Linked DNA regions of Mus musculus: region 2 is linked to region 1. The links are chromatin contacts, called in public HiChIP or PLAC-seq maps. All regions are on one chromosome and are shown on one strand. Each heading gives the region's core, a stretch centred on a gene start, on an enhancer-like site or on the middle of the called end of the contact. The rest is flanking DNA. Distances are from core to core; before and after follow the strand shown. Region 1 has its middle 8.9 kb from the start of Gm39024. Region 2 has its middle 8.5 kb from the start of Gm20670.

Region 1 (2,700 bases), core at 155-2,654:
GATGTGAAGTTGCAGAACTGGTGATAAAGCTTCCCACTGGGCATCCAGGCAGGTGGGCTATCCTGTGTACACTGAACAGCTACCCCTAGGAGGCTGAGTGGTGGGGTAGGGATGGGGACAGGCCAGGGGAGGGCTGTTGTTTCTTAGATCCAGGTGGCCTTACTGGAGTTATTCAGGCAAGAATTCTGCTCCTTCATACCCAATCGTCCCTTTGAAGACAACACTCAGACAAACGGAGCCAGAGAGAATGCAGGGTGCCTCCATCCGCTGAGGAAAACCTAAGCAGGTGCTTTCTGCACTGGGTGGACTAGCTAGTCACCAGCATCTCCATCCCCATAAGCTAGAGGGGAGAGTGTATGGTCCCAGCACTGTGCACGGGGTTCAGGAAGCCCAGGTACCTTGCGCTCCCTGCTGGGGGCTGACGAAACCCCTTTACCTATCTGACTACCCAGCATCTGCTCTCAATGCACCCAGCCAGCCCAGCCATACTATGGATTATTAATGCCAATTTTCATGAAGAAAAAAAAGTTTTTTGTTTTTTTTAAAATTGGAGTCTCACTATGTGACTCCTGGCTGGCCATAGACTAGGCTGGCCTTGAATTCAGAGATCTCTCTGCCTCTGTCTCCCTAGCGCTGAGATTAAAGGCATGTGTCCAGATATATCCATGAGTTAAAATTTTTATTTTTTAATTAATTAATTAATTAACTAATTAATTAATTAATTAATTTGAGAAAGGGTTTCTCTGTGTAGCCCTGGCTGTCCTGGAACTCACTTTGTAGACCAGGCTGGCCTCGAACTCAGAAATCCGCCTGCCTCTGCCTCCCAAGTGCTGGGATTAAAGGCGTGCGCCACCACCGCCTGGCCGAGTTAAAATTTTTAAGCAGATGAAAATAGAATCACCAATGTAATTTTCTCAGTATCTTTCACAAATACTCTATCAAGCCTTTATTATTTCATCTATAAAATGTGTTTTAACATTAAAAAAAAACTCATAAAAAATAAAAGCATGCATCACCATGAAAACGTATCAAAACTGTCTTTTTAAATTTCTCATTCTTCCTTTTGGGCTGGGGTTATCTGGAGAAATCCTCAAGATGGTTCTGTCGTGGCTGAGTGGCCAGGGAAATGGACCTTGTGCGTACAGACCCTGTTAGCTGATGCACTGTCGCCAAACTATTTTCCATATATAGGCCCTAGGGGTGTTGGGTGTTCCCTGAAGGATCCTGGATGCCACCCATGGGCTTCCTGGAGAGCGCCTGACCCAGGCCCTGGAGGAGTTGGCAGGGTACATTCTCCCTCTTTAGCCTGGCATCCCTGGCTTCCAGGACTGGTACTGCTGGCCAGCCAGGGCTAACCCAGACACTGATGTGTGTTTGAAGCCAGCTGCCACACAAAGCTGCATTGTGGACCTTTGGCTGGCAGGCACAGCACGTGACCACAGAGGGTGGGTGGCAGCCAGATGGGTGTGCCCCACTGCCTTCCTCTGGGCTGGATTCTGCATCCTTCCTTCTGACCCACACAGTGGAAGCCCAGCTAGTTAAGGAGCCATGCAGAATGAGAAAGTACCCCTAAGACCTCCCTCCCTCTGTGTCCCTCTGTGCTCTCAGCAACCAGGCCCAGCTTTACCCAGAACCTTATCCCTTTGTCTCTGTCACAGGCTTCTTATACCACAGGAGCTTGACTGTCACATTTTTTCCTGTGAGAAGGACCACAGGGACAGAGCAGGGCTTTGAGGAGTTGGCTGGAGCCTCAGCTCCCTCATTCCACCCCCACTCCCTTTTTTTTGACCAGTTGGCTCTGACTTCCTGCCTCAGTTTGGGCCACCATGGCTGGAGGAGGAGAGAAGCCCCTAAAGTCAGGGTTTCAACTTACCCAGAAGCGCAGTTTCACATCTGAGTAAAACAGCAAGAACCTCCTGCCCAAGTCACTGACTCTTTCCTTGAACTTCAGGCATGAGTGGGTCTCACAGGCAGAGACAAATCCATACAAAGACAGCCCCCCTCCACTGAGACCAAGTGAAGAAATGGTAGCTTTTCCCTAAGGGGAGTCTGTGTGCAGCTCCCAGACACATTCCTTTCCCTTCCAGACACCAGACAGCATGCATTGCACGTGGGGTGTTATAGCTCAGATGTGGAGTGTTCCCTCAAAGGTCTGGTTCCCAGCTGGATGTTTCTGCTTGGTGGTGGGACCTTTAAGAAAGGGGACCTACTAGGAGGAAGTTGGGTCACTGGAGATGTATCCTTGAGGCCCAGGCCCCTTCCTGTCCCTGCTTTGCCAGGCACCATGAAGACGACAGCCCCTTCATTCCACCCATACACTTCCTGCCTTGTGTTCTTTGTGCCACAGGCTTGAAGACTTAACAAGGCCAAGTAACCATCGGTTGACACCTCAAAGAAACAGGAGCTCTGGAATCGATTTTCCCACTTTTAAGTATGGTATCTCAGATGGTTCTGTCACAATTGCTGGGAACTGGCTGAGAGTTTTGTGGTTGGCCTTCTTGCCTTTCTAGCCACATGGTGCCTGAAGCCTAAGGAAGCTACAAAATGAGGCATCGTTTCTGTGTGCTAATGAGGGCTCTGGTGGCCAAGGTTCTCAGACAGCCTCAGGATGGAGATCCCCATACTAGACGGTTGGTAGTTCTTAGCCCCACCTTGACCTGGTGTCTTAGTCAGGGTTTCTATTCCTGCACAAACATCATG
Region 2 (2,700 bases), core at 194-2,693, 83 kb after region 1:
ACAGGGTCCTAGGCAGTATGGAGTCACTACCTACCCACTATCAGACTGCCACCAGACTTGATACCACAGCTGGACAAAGTCACCCTCAGACCATACTTTGTTCTGTTTCCAATTGTGACATCTAGATCTTCTGGGGGTAGGCATGTCTCAGCCCTAAGGTCACCTAGCTGGTTTCCAAGGTCAGTGTGGGTCTCTGCCCTTGACTCTTCTGTATCCCTGACCTGAGGGGAACCTTGGGTCTAGGCTTGTGGACAGGGTCACATAAGGAGCAGGCTGGCTGCAGGACTCCCCCCACTGTCCTGTAAAAGCTTCAGTTGTGCAAGGCTACCACTTCTTCCTTAGGTGTCTTAGAAAGGTGGCAGCAAACAGTACTCTCAGTGAGAAAACAATTCATGTAACATAGGCACTGGAAAGGCCTAGTCTTTATCTTACTGTTTGAAGCCAGACAGACTCCAATCCTGGCTGTCTTGCTTGTGTGAGCCAGGCGTGCAGTCCACTCTTGCAATGGCTCAGGCTCCTCCTTTGAAAAATTCGGAGGACAGTAATGAACCTTTATGAGCTATGTGTGAGGTTAAACTGAGGTGTGCCCAGACCCAGACCATGGCTTGGCCTTTGGTAAATACTTAATCAGCCTCAGCTCTAGAACATTCTGCTCCAGTTTCTGTGAAGAGTGTGTTAGCATGCATCCCTGTACTTGGTGAATGTCCTTTTGTGAGGGACAGTTTGTGAATGTTCTCCAGCAAGCCATTAACACGCATTGAGCACCTGAGCCAGACAGAAGACATTCTCAGGTGTGATGTTAGGCAGCTAGGCCACTTCAACTGGCCTTTGAGTGTCCTCTGAGGACAGAGAAAGAGGCCACAGGACCCGTGTTTCCCAGCGCCAGGCTGACATCAGTTTCAGTCACCTTCTTCCTTCTTGCACCACGGACCCTCAGTTCCCCAAGTTTATAGGCAATGAAGAAATGGTCTTGTTCAAAAATATCCAAGCCTGAGGAAGACTAGCTAGGGAGATGAGTGTTACAGAAAGGGGAAGACCGAGTCTGGAGCCTCTAGGGCAGGAGCGTGGAGTTGGAGTTCTGGAATCCTTAGCCTGGGGCTGGTGTGCACTTTTGAGTTTCAAGGTTTCCTCCTTAGCTGGCAGCAGGCACTGGAGTGGCCTCCCCCTCCTTCCTCCTCCTCTCCTGCCTTCTCTGTCTTCCCTCCACCCCTCTTCCCTCAGCCTCCCTTCACCCACTTCCCCAAACCTCTCATGCGAGGGGCGTGGGGGTAGGGAGAGCGGGTGGCACCCACTCTGCTGGGAGGCTGCGTGTATTCTGGGCTCTGGCTGGGGTGGTGGGAGAGAAAATGGGTCAGCACAGGCAGCGACATGGCTGGGGCTGGAGGACAGGGCTTCTGTCTGCTGGTGTCTCCGGTGCAACTGGAGATGGCACGTGACATGGGTGGGCGGGGCTGCCTGTCCACCGCGGGAATGGGGGCTTGAGCGGCTGCTGCGAGACTTCAGGACACCGGTGACTGCCGCCTACCGTCCCTGACCCAGGCCACAGGCTCCCAGATTAATCTCGGAGTTGTCGCTTGTCTGACTACACTGTTCTGGGGACTGTTGGGGAGATGGGTGTGCAAGACGCCCTAGTGACCCCTGTCTTCTGCCTGCCTGTTGTTCTAAACGGCTTCCTCTGGTCAGCTCTCATTCAAGGTGCCATCTTCCTCCCTGCCCCTGGTGTCAGCCACATGTTTCAGCACCCTAAGCCAGTTTCCTGGGGCGGGGCGGGTAGGTTACAGGGTGCTCCATCACCCATCCCCAGGGACAGATCTCTAAATGTCTAGATGGCTCTTACCCTAGCCACTCTGGCTGTGGCCATTCCTAAGGCAAGCGTGACTGCGTTTTGCCCTAGCAGTCCTGAGATGCCTGCCTCTGCAGAATAGCTTAGAGCAAGAAATGGCCCCCAAACCTAAGGACTAGGGGTCTGGGCTAGCCCTAGTAACTATTCAACTTGTCCTTAGTATCTCACGATGTCGGACAGTGTTCCAGGCACCCTGAACTCTCCTGCCCTGGGCCTCTGTAGAAAGAGATAAGAAAGGCTTTCACTGAAAATTTCCCTGCCCCCCTGGTTCCCTCACGTAATCTGGAGGCCTTGTTAGCTAGCTTGCCACAGTTCCTGTTGCTGATAGTGGGATGCTGGCCTTAGACAACGCTTTGCTTGGACTAAGTCTCTCTGAAAAGGGAGATCTTGAGGGGCTTGGGCTTGGCCCAGTCTCCCTCCAGGACTGCCAGGTTTGAGAAGTTATTTCCTGGTCAAATATGAAGTCTATGTTTACTGCACCGTGGTACACATACACCCTTTTGTGTATTCAGCTCCATTTAGCGCTATGACACAGGCAACCGCTTCTGTCCTCTTACTATCCCAACCCCCCCTCGTCTGTATCTAGGTTGGTTGCCAGTGTGGCCCCATTGTTTGGCAAGCACTAGTTGTCTCCCAGGACTGCTGTTAGTTTGTGAGCTGTCCTCCTGTGTGTTCAGTCAGTGAAATACCCCAAGGGGTAGGACAGGGAAGCGGGACAGGAAGAGGGTAGAGAGAGGAGATGGGTGAAAAGTGTCTGGGGCTGAAGAGGCTCTGGGGAAGTGACAGGCTCAGCTCTGCTGAGCAGTAGCCTACAGCCAGACAGAACTGCTGATGAGGGAGCTATCCTGTCTCTTCAT

What was found. HiChIP or PLAC-seq counts read pairs in DNA pulled down with a chosen protein or histone mark.
Region 2: an H3K27ac HiChIP or PLAC-seq map of the HPC-7 cell line shows a contact between it and region 1, with 4 times the contacts expected there. The contact joins two enhancer-like sites. A contact is called at or near these places in 4 of 39 promoter capture datasets (the C10 cell line, the HPC-7 cell line, hematopoietic stem and progenitor cells and 1 more), 1 of 15 datasets of contacts at CTCF or cohesin (large pre-B cells), 11 of 484 Hi-C or Micro-C datasets (3T3-L1-derived adipocytes, the AML12 cell line, CD4 T cells and 8 more) and 7 of 115 datasets of contacts at active chromatin or transcription factors (the HPC-7 cell line, astrocytes, embryonic stem cells and 2 more).

What each region holds. Positions count from the first base shown.
Region 1 is chr7:63,963,942-63,966,641 of GRCm38.p6, forward strand. No RefSeq gene overlaps it. Among named protein-coding and RNA genes, the nearest start is that of Gm39024, 8.9 kb to the left of the region's middle. Within about 2 kb of position 1,405, at least 105 of the 459 cell types and tissues checked have an H3K27ac peak or open chromatin away from gene starts, as enhancers often do. A contact at or near this core is called in the HPC-7 cell line, cerebral cortex, cortical neurons and 1 more, where this site is marked.
Region 2 is chr7:64,047,343-64,050,042 of GRCm38.p6, forward strand. No RefSeq gene overlaps it. Among named protein-coding and RNA genes, the nearest start is that of Gm20670, 8.5 kb to the right of the region's middle. Within about 2 kb of position 1,444, at least 268 of the 459 cell types and tissues checked have an H3K27ac peak or open chromatin away from gene starts, as enhancers often do. A contact at or near this core is called in the HPC-7 cell line, cerebral cortex, cortical neurons and 1 more, where this site is marked.